2 separate regions of the Mus musculus genome follow, and region 2 is linked to region 1. A link is a contact called in public Hi-C data. All regions are on one chromosome and are shown on one strand. Each heading gives the region's core, a stretch centred on a gene start, on an enhancer-like site or on the middle of the called end of the contact. The rest is flanking DNA. Distances are from core to core; before and after follow the strand shown. Region 1 overlaps Gm44812. Region 2 has its middle 13 kb from the start of Gm36011.

Evidence for each region. Hi-C and Micro-C count contacts between places; a contact is called where the count stands out from the background.
Region 2: a contact with region 1 is called in a Hi-C map of liver, with 4 times the contacts expected there. The contact joins two enhancer-like sites. A contact is called at or near these places in 3 of 484 Hi-C or Micro-C datasets (liver and nephron progenitors).

The regions. Positions count from the first base shown.
Region 1 is chr7:70,521,814-70,526,497 of GRCm38.p6, reverse strand. Gm44812 reads right to left here. Exons shown (of 7, transcript XM_030243182.1): 2 at 4,215-4,436; 3 at 2,887-2,967; 4 at 629-662. The coding sequence starts at 4,387. Among named protein-coding and RNA genes, the nearest start is that of Gm44812, 15 kb to the right of the region's middle. Within about 2 kb of position 1,992, at least 5 of the 459 cell types and tissues checked have an H3K27ac peak or open chromatin away from gene starts, as enhancers often do. A contact at or near this core is called in liver, where this site is marked.
Region 2 is chr7:71,127,264-71,131,947 of GRCm38.p6, reverse strand. No RefSeq gene overlaps it. Among named protein-coding and RNA genes, the nearest start is that of Gm36011, 13 kb to the right of the region's middle. Within about 2 kb of position 2,842, at least 5 of the 459 cell types and tissues checked have an H3K27ac peak or open chromatin away from gene starts, as enhancers often do. A contact at or near this core is called in liver, where this site is marked.

The DNA of each region.
Region 1 (4,684 bases), core at 743-3,242:
TTTTTGTCAAGCCCATTTTATTCTCCAGGCTTCTCTGCAAAACAATTTCAAGGGCTAGCGAGATGGTTCTGTGGGTAAAGTCACCTGCCATCAAGAGTGGCAACTTTAAGTCAGATCTATGGAACCTGCATGATAGTATGAGACTTCTGCAAGTTGTCCTCTGATCGGTATACATGTGCTGTGATATGCTTGTGACACCCTACAAACACACACACACACACACACACACACACAAACACACACACACAAGCACACACACACACTCACAAGGAGGAGGAGTAAATAAAAAATATTAAAACATTTTAAATAGCAATAATTTTAAACTCTTCACAATAAGGAAAGCCACACCTCCTCCTCCTCCTCCTCCTCCTCCTCCTCCTCCTCCTCCTCCTCCTCCTCCTCCTCCTCCTCCTTCTTCTTCTTTTTGGGTTTTTTTGTTTGTTTGGGTTTTTTTTTTGTTTTTGTTTTTGTTTTTTTGTTTTTTTTTCGACACAGGGTTTCTCTGTATAGCCATGGCTGTCCTGGAACTCACTCTGTAGACCAGGCTGGCCTCGAACTCAGAAATCCGCCTGCCTCTGCCTCCCGAGTGCTGGCACGCCTACTTCTTATCTTTTTACAGGTTTCTTACCAAGTGTCCAGTAGACCAAGGACAATCTTGCAGACTGAAAAAGAAAATAGAAATATCTTGGATCACAAAGAAATTAAGTTGCTTGGTGGGTGATATTTTTATCCCGCCCCACCCTGCCTACTGCCATCCCTGAATTCTCTTCAGCCTTGTTTCTGTTGCCTGCCTGTCTGACCTGTTTGGTCCTCTCTCCCTGTTGTTTGCCTCACAGTTCTAACTTACGACACACCTCTGAACTCTGAGACATTGTCCCTGGAGCAGATCATGACCTCTGTCTTCTGTTTGTCCCTCTGATCCCTAAAGAAATAATAATCTGATGTTTACCTTGGCCCTAGCTGACCATAGATCATTAGACCAAAGGTAGGCAAGATCCTGATCCCAGGGTTGCATAGTTTTGGTGACTGTGCATGAAGAATAAGCTGAGCTTAATCTGTCTTTATTCCACATTCTATTACCTGGGTCTTCAGTGGAGCAAAACAAGACAGGAGCCCTACATTTTTGTTGCAAGATGGCCCCAACTAAGAAGTGTTGTAGAGAAATATTGAATATAGAGGTATTTCTCAACCATCTCTGTGCTACCAACAAAAATATTCAAATTTCTGTGTTTCAGAATTATTTCTAGATGTTCTGGTGTACACTTAAAGTTATATTCTTAAAAAGAGAAATGCTCCCTGTTTTGGCCGGTTCAGATTCCTCTACTGCTAACAATAGGACAGCAGAGAGGTGACTGAGCGTGACGGATATGGAGCTCACAAAGCTTGATCTTCAGGACCTCTGTGTGCACGTTCCTTCCCGTGGCCTCACCAGGGCCTACCAACTCTGTTTTCACCATCTTTAATTTTGTTTGATTAAAAGTAGCCCTCAGGCTCTGGGGTGATAGTTCAGTCTGAAATGTGTTTGCTGTACAAACAGGAGAACCTGAGTTCAATGCCCTGAATCCAGGTGAAAAGCCAGACACAGTCAATCGTTAATGCTTGAACTCTTGGCGTGGGAGAGAATCTCAGGGGCTCGCTGGTCGGTCAGTCTAGCTAATGGGTAAGCTTCAGGTTCAGTGAGAGACTCTGCCTCAAAACATAAAATGGAGAGTCATTGAGGAAGACACTGGGGAGAACACACGCACACACAAGCACAGATACACACATTGAGTGAAGTATTTCCATAAATTATATACTTGTTAAGACAACAAAGCTGTCTCTAGGATAGAAAATGAATTCTGAGTCCTTATCCTTATCTTATGATTAGAGGATGTGCCAGCAGGTAGCAACAATGATTCCCAGTGGTATAAGTAAAGGGTCGGAGTCATCTAGTCCATCCCAAGAGAAGCTAGGCAAGATTTTACAAAGTATGGTGAGTCACCTGTTGACATAACCCAAAGTTATGAACGGTGACCAAATCGAATCGACCTTTCATGCATCACTTCAACATTGCTCAACTGAGTGTTGATTTTTGTCAATCTGTTTTAACTGAATCTCTACATTTATCTCAGATTTGTACTTGTAGGAGAGACATAAGCTTAAGAAATGTTTGCCCACTTTGGAGTTTTCCCATACTTAGGAAACATTAAAATGTGAAATTAATCAAATTTCAAAAACCCTTTCAAAAGAAGGAGGAGCTAAGGAAGAGGGCTAAGGTCAGTTGATAGATCACTGGCCCAGCATCTGGGAAGCCCTGGCATTTGGGATCACTGGCCCAGCATCTGGGAAGCCCTGGCATTTGGGAGCACTGGCCCAGCATCTGGGAAGCCCTGGGTCTGATCCCCAGGACTATAAACCAGCACTGTCTGTTATCCCACCATGTATGAGGTGAAGGCAGGAGGATCCGGGTCACCCTCAGCTACACAGTGAGTTAAATGTGAGCCAACCTGAGCTATATAAACCTCTACCTCAAAAAAATAAAATAAAATAAAATAAAGTGTTGGAAAGAACGAAAAGGAGAAGGGCTGTCAAACCCACTGACAATATGTTCAAAGCCTAACAACCTCAAGTTCCTATCATCTTTAGTTTACATGCCTCAGAGCTAGCCTGTGCTATTGCCTTAACACAACACAATAAGATCATCCTAAACAATAGCGTTCACTGTATTCCCAGCCCCTATATTTGCCAGGCACGTGTGCTTGGGTGTGAGAACTCTGGCCAAGTGTTTGCTATAGTCTCCAAGAAGGGTGATAACAAAGTCACAGATACTCAAAGCAGGACTCACAAGTATTCAACCAAATAAATGAAATCATACACTTTACTTTTCTCATTGCTGAGACTTAATACCTGACAAGGAGCAGCTTCAAGGAGGAAGGTTTATTCCAGTCCACAGGACTATGAGGTAGCTGGTCACATTGCATGCACACTCTGGAAGCAGAAAGCAGCAGACAGAACGTGATGCCGGGCTCAAAACCTTCAAGGCATGTCCTGTCCACAGTGGCCCACTTCCTCCAGTGAGGCTCCACCTCCTAAAAATCTTCCATGACCTCCCAAAGCCACACCAGGAGCTAGAGACCAAGTCCAACAACACAAGTGTCTGAGGGACAGCTCCCATTCAAACCAGTTAAAAACCTTTCCCACAGTGTGGGAGGCTGATGACATGTTCACAATTATGCTTTTCTTTAAGATGAAAATAACTCTGGGGATAGCTTTGCTACGCTAATGCCAGAAAATGTTTCATGTTCCACATTCCAATTGGCATGCTCCTCAACCAACTCCCTTCTCAGTTTAGCTTCCCAGCTACTCCTGGGAAACCAACTAATTCTTAATATCGGAACAAACAAAGCAGAATTAGGAAGGCACATTTCTAAGGGAGAGAAATCAGGCAGCCGAGTCCCAAGCCAGTTTACAGGATTTTTTTTTTTTTGCTACTTTTCTTTTTTCTTTTTTTTCCCTTTTAATTAGGTATTTTCCTCATTTACATTTTCAATGCTATCCCAAAGGTCCCCCATACCCACCCACCCCCATCCCCTACCCACCCACTCCCCCTTTTTGGCCCTGGCGTTCCCCTGTACTGGGGCATATAAAGTTTGCAAGTCCAATGGGCCTCTCTTTGCAGTGATGGCTGACTAGGCCATCTTTTGATACATATGCAGCTAAAGACAAGAGCTCCCGGGTACTGGTTAGTTCATATTGTTGTTCCACCTATAGAGTTGCAGTTCCCTTTAGCTCCTTGGGTAATTTCTCTACCTCCTCCATTAGGGGCCATGTGACCCATCCAATAGCTGACTGTGATCATCCACTTCTGTGTTTGCTAGGCCCCGGCATAGTCTCACAAGAGAGAGCTATAACTGGGTCCTTTCAGCGAAATCTTGCTAGTGTATGGAATGGTGTCAGCATTTGGAAGCTGATTATGGGATGGATCCCTGCATATGGCAGTCACTAGATGGTCCATCCTTTCGTCACAGCTCCAAATTTTGTCTCTGTAACTCCTTCTATGGGTGTTTTGTTCCCATTTCTAAGAAAGGGTAAAGTGTCCACACTTTGGTCTTCGTTCTTCTTGAATTTCATGTGTTTGGCAAGTTGTATCTTATATCTTGGGTAACCTAAGTTTATTTTCTATCATTCCCTCCCTCTCTTTCATGGGTGACCTCTAATTAAATACTCCCAGGTACCTGGCGTCCAGAGTGTCCCTTGAGAACTGCTTCCCAGGTGTCTGTAGTAAGCCTTGCTTTTTAAATTCACCATGATTTTTGATGCCCCTCTTCACGTTCTTCAAACGGCAACAGATCAGAAGACTCTTACCCTTTGATCTGAGAGGAGGACTCTGGTTCAGATCCGAAGCCATAGCTGGGCTCAGCAGCCCCTTTTGTACCCTTGGTCACTTACCCTGCTCCCTGAGAAACAGGGTGAGCAATGAAAAGTTGAAAGTTACCATTCATAGCATATCTGCAAATCCTGAGAGATGGTCTTGTCCACCCAGTTCCAATAAGAGGGCCAAGTACTCTTTTTTGTTTTTTCCTACTTCTACTGAAACCTTGGTAGGCTTTCTGAACTGGAACGGTTATTTCTAAATCTCAAATTTATTAAATTAGCAATCGCAGCATTTGTATATACTCAGTTCTTGTTGTTTCAAACAGGATGT
Region 2 (4,684 bases), core at 1,593-4,092, 600 kb before region 1:
AGACCTTTTTCCCCCCCATGATACAGTATGTCACTCCCTTAGAAATGCCATGTGGCTTCACGGCATTATGTTGTGGTCATCATAAAAAGGAATGGGGTATCATTTAGTGAATTGGGAATCACTGAAGGAAACTTGTTCTGTAGAATTCGTTTAGCAGCAATGGAGGGATAAATGGACTGAGCAAATCCTTTCTAGAGAGGGGCACTTAAACCAGATTTCTAAAGTATCTGGAGTCTTCACACAGAATTTCTATGCTAAGTAGCCAGCACCCAATGGAACCAAGAAATCTCAAGGACTAAAGAAGGTTCATTTTCCAGTCCTCTAGCCTTCTAGCAGAGAGTCCTCTTCCCCCACATGAGTGGGTTTTATACTGCTAAATGATGTGATGGAGCACGGTTAAGTACCATTATGCTCCTGGCTTCCAGCCATCAAAATGGGGAAGAAGAAATCCTATTCTTTATACAGTTTTGCTTAGTGGCTTCTTAAAGATTCACTGTCCCCAGGGAGAGGAGCAGTGGTCCAACTGTGTATACTTTAAACACACATGCACATGGACCGGCACCTTGCCTTATCAACATGTATTAATTCTGCATAATAATGAGCTTTATTGGGACATTCCCATACATGTATATAATATGCTTTCTCCATGTTCACCCACATATTGCCCTTCTTTCCTGCCACTGTTCCCACCTGCTAAACCAATGCTACAGAACAAATTCCCTTCGGAATAGCCCCCATTCTACTTTTTGTCAGACAGATGGGGGTGGAGAGGAAGGGAACAGAAGAAGGGGATGGGGATGGAAAGCGAGGGGGAGGGGAAGAAACATCTCATTGAGCTTTATTAAAGTCTCTTACAGTAGCAGGGGTGGGGGAGGGGTTGTGTACAGTCACTTGGGCATCTTAACAGAAAAATAATCTTTAAAGAAATGACCATTAAAATAATCTTCTCCCCATTCTTTATTAGTTCTTTAATTTTGCCATTACAGTTCTCTGACATTTCCTGATAAAGTAAACAACTGCAAGGAACGAGACAGCAACAGTAGCCTAACTGTGTTTCAGTAATTCATCAAGGGTACGATTAATTCAATAGTGGCATTACTAAATGAAAATGAGCAACAATTACTCTTTTATTATAAATACAAATGGTTGTCCATCATCCTTATTAATTATTGTTATTATGGTATAATAAGAATATTTGATGGGGACTGGATGTTAGGCAGAGAGCTGTATTCTTTCTCTCCCTCAAATACAACTGCTTTCTTTCTCTCATAGAAGTTGTCTCCGCAAAGCAGGTTTGGCATACCTCTTTTCTGAAATGAATGAATCTGTTTACAAGTACAGAATGTTTTCTTACTGCACACAGATTTGGTATGGCTTAGAAGAAAGCCCTCTCAGGTGGCCTTTTCATTTTCCATTTCTCATTGTAGTTTGTCTGATTTTGGCAGTCTTAGGATTGTACAAATTAAGGAGGAACACAGAAGTAGGGTCTAATGTTCTTACTTCTGAGGGACCCAAGCTAAGATAGACAGACAGGATTATGGTCAGATTGGGCCCTTTAACTCCTGAAAGTGGTCAATGCTTTTGCCAGTAATTATATCTATTTTTTTCACTCACCCTAGAACATTCTTTCTTTTCTGCTTTATATTTCTACACTTGGTTCAGACAACTGTAGCTGGAACTCTTTTCTGGGAAAATCTAAAGAAACATCTACTCCCTTCTTATAAGGCACCAGTGACAAAGCAAAGTTCAATTCTACCAAAGATTAACTTTGGACAATCAATGTACTCATTGGACTTAGTTACAAAGCATGAGTGAGGTGTGACTGACAGGAATAACTAACAGCCACACCAGAAAGTCCCACTCCGGTATGGATAATGATGTTCCCATAGATGCAGAGATGGAGTCCTCTTTGAGTTAACCTCCCACTCTCTACATATTCTATTATATCCACAGACTAAAAGGCCACTTGCAAAAAGACCATAGTCATATATGACTAGCTAACACATCCAGGAGAAGGTGGTAGGAATCTCAGATGAGGCCCCAGTGACCCTTCTCAATATCATCCTCTGTGATGGAACTCCCATGGTCCACAGGCATGAGGAGCTCTGTTGAGGGAGATAACTGTTATTCTACAACAATGAATCCCATTCAGGTATTGCTGTAGCTAATCTATATTACTTTGACCTTCTGTGCAGTTTTGAAATGTTGCTGTTGTGGTACTCAGTACCTGTTGATTTCAGTTGTTGATCTTCATGTTGAATCATATTTCTATGAATGGAGAAGTCCAACATTGTGGAAATAAATATGAGCAAGAGATTCCTTCTCACTCAGCTGGTAGAGGGCCTTCAGTTACTTATTTTCATCTTAGCCTATGCTAGAGAGAGCAATCCTTTGAAGACTTAAGGATGAAGTAATACAATTAAGGATGCTGGGAAAATAGTCTCTCTGTAGCAAATCCTCTGTGTGTGCGTGTGTGTGTGTGCACGCGCACGTGCACATGAAATTGAGAGCAAATTAGTGAATGAATGAATGAATGAAGGCTTTGTCTCCCTCCTCCAGCAGGAACTGTCCTAAAACAAAGACCCATATAATTACATACCCCAAATTAAACAAACCTATATAGATCAGCCGGCTTAGGAAAAATCTTTTATTTTACAAAAGGCTCTTCATTTCATACTTCTCATTCTGTCATTCTGGGGAATGACACGAGTTAAGGAAGAACACAGAAGTTAGCATTTAATGTTTTTACTTTGAAGATACCCAAGCTAAAACAGACTAGGACACAGTATCTCTTCAATCAATATTTGCTTTGTGGTTAATTTATTACTTATTCTTCTAAAGCTAATAAGATAGAGACTTGGTTTGCTGTCTGTGGTGTTATTTCTAGGTCTGGAATTTGTAGCAGGTGGAACCTAATAAAAGGAAATTATGTCATTGGGGTATGTGCTTGAAGAGGATCTGGTGAGCCCTACCCATTCTTTCATGACTCCCACGAGGTGAGTTTGTTTCCCCTTATGTCATGGTCATCATAACATGATGTCTTACTACATAACCCAAGGCAAGTGGGACAAGGTACAATGGATTAGAATCTACAAAACCAAGCATTAAAGTAAATCTTTCATGATTTGAAATAATGACCTCAGACTCTTCTTTTTTCATAGCTATAAAAAGTCGAGTTATGTACTAAATTAATAAGGTTCTTTTATTGTCAAAATATCAGCTCCAGGACTTCTTGAATATTTTCTGCCATTTGAGTTCTTTCTACATACAAGGGGAAACTATTTGATCTTAAATCTATCTAACATATCATCTATCATCAGTAAGAGTAAATTTCAATGCTATAGAGCTGTTTATAGTGTGCTTCCCTTAGTAACTTACTAATTTAGTAAGATACAATAGTCAACTCAGGAATTCCTCTGCCATCATCCTACATAAACCCAAAAGGCTTGAAGTGAATCTGGTGCAACACTTTGATATTACATGTAGGACGGCATCTTATTGGCAAGAACAAAGTATGTTGAGACATCGTGTCTTCACCTACAAAGCAAGAAGAGGAAAGAAAATATAAAGCAGATTGATTTACTGAATTTGTCCTTTCCTCACACAAATAGTGTATGTATAACCTGGAGTCACCACACCAAAATACACAATGTAAGGGCTGAGAAAGATGGGTTAAAACATGGTATGACCTCCTCCTGCGGTTCCAAGGGGAGAAGTCAGGGAGATGATAGTTAAAGTGCAGTTGCAATTCACTTCCCCTTAGTCAGAATGATCCTTTTTTTTCCCGAAGTTCAACATTTTTGTGTGATATCTATGATTGGAATAGTTCAAAATTATACTGTGAATTAGAATTGGAAAGAAGGAATTTATACAAGGAAGGAGAGTTTTCAAGTGCTTTATCAGTAAGTGCAGAAAGGGTACAGGCAAGAAGAGCACATGGAGGTCAAAAGAATTCTCAGGGCACAAGCCTACTAAAGTGTTAGCTGTTAGGTGAGCACATGCTAATGAAAGACTGTGTGCATATATGTACATGTGTGTGTATGTATGTATGTGCACATATGTGTTGGGGTGAGGATTCTGGTATCAAACATGGGTTCTTGCTCAAACTAAGTATGGATACTTATATGTCATAAGTATGTCACTATATGTAAACAAGACCGCACATTGGGGTGGGAACAGAGTACTTGGGTATCAGAAATGAGAATGGAGCTTTGGGCATAAGGAATTCACCCATTCTAAGTTCTGACTATGGTTGGGATATGGATGTCCAGAAATAAGAGTATAATTAAAAGTTAAGTGGGAATTGGCATCTTCAAGAGGGAAGAACAAGAATTCCCCACAGTGTTGTATGGTGTAGCAAACGGAAGATGAACTTACCCATAAGTTTTCAGAATTGTAAAACTTGTCAAAGTCTAGTGTTTTATAAAATAGTTGACAGACACTCCAAGTAGGTAAATAAAACAACAGGATCAAAAGAGCTGGAAATGGCAACCATAAAGTTTTAATTATGGTTTTAAATGTTTAAACATATAATGGGAGAACTAACATCCATAAAAAAAGGAATAATGGATTATAAAATAAAGTAATTGACTATATGGTAAATTAAGGAGAATTCTGTACATAAAACAAGTCCTGCTTGGTGAAAATTTAAATTCCCCCCAAACACGGTTGAAACAGTAGATTA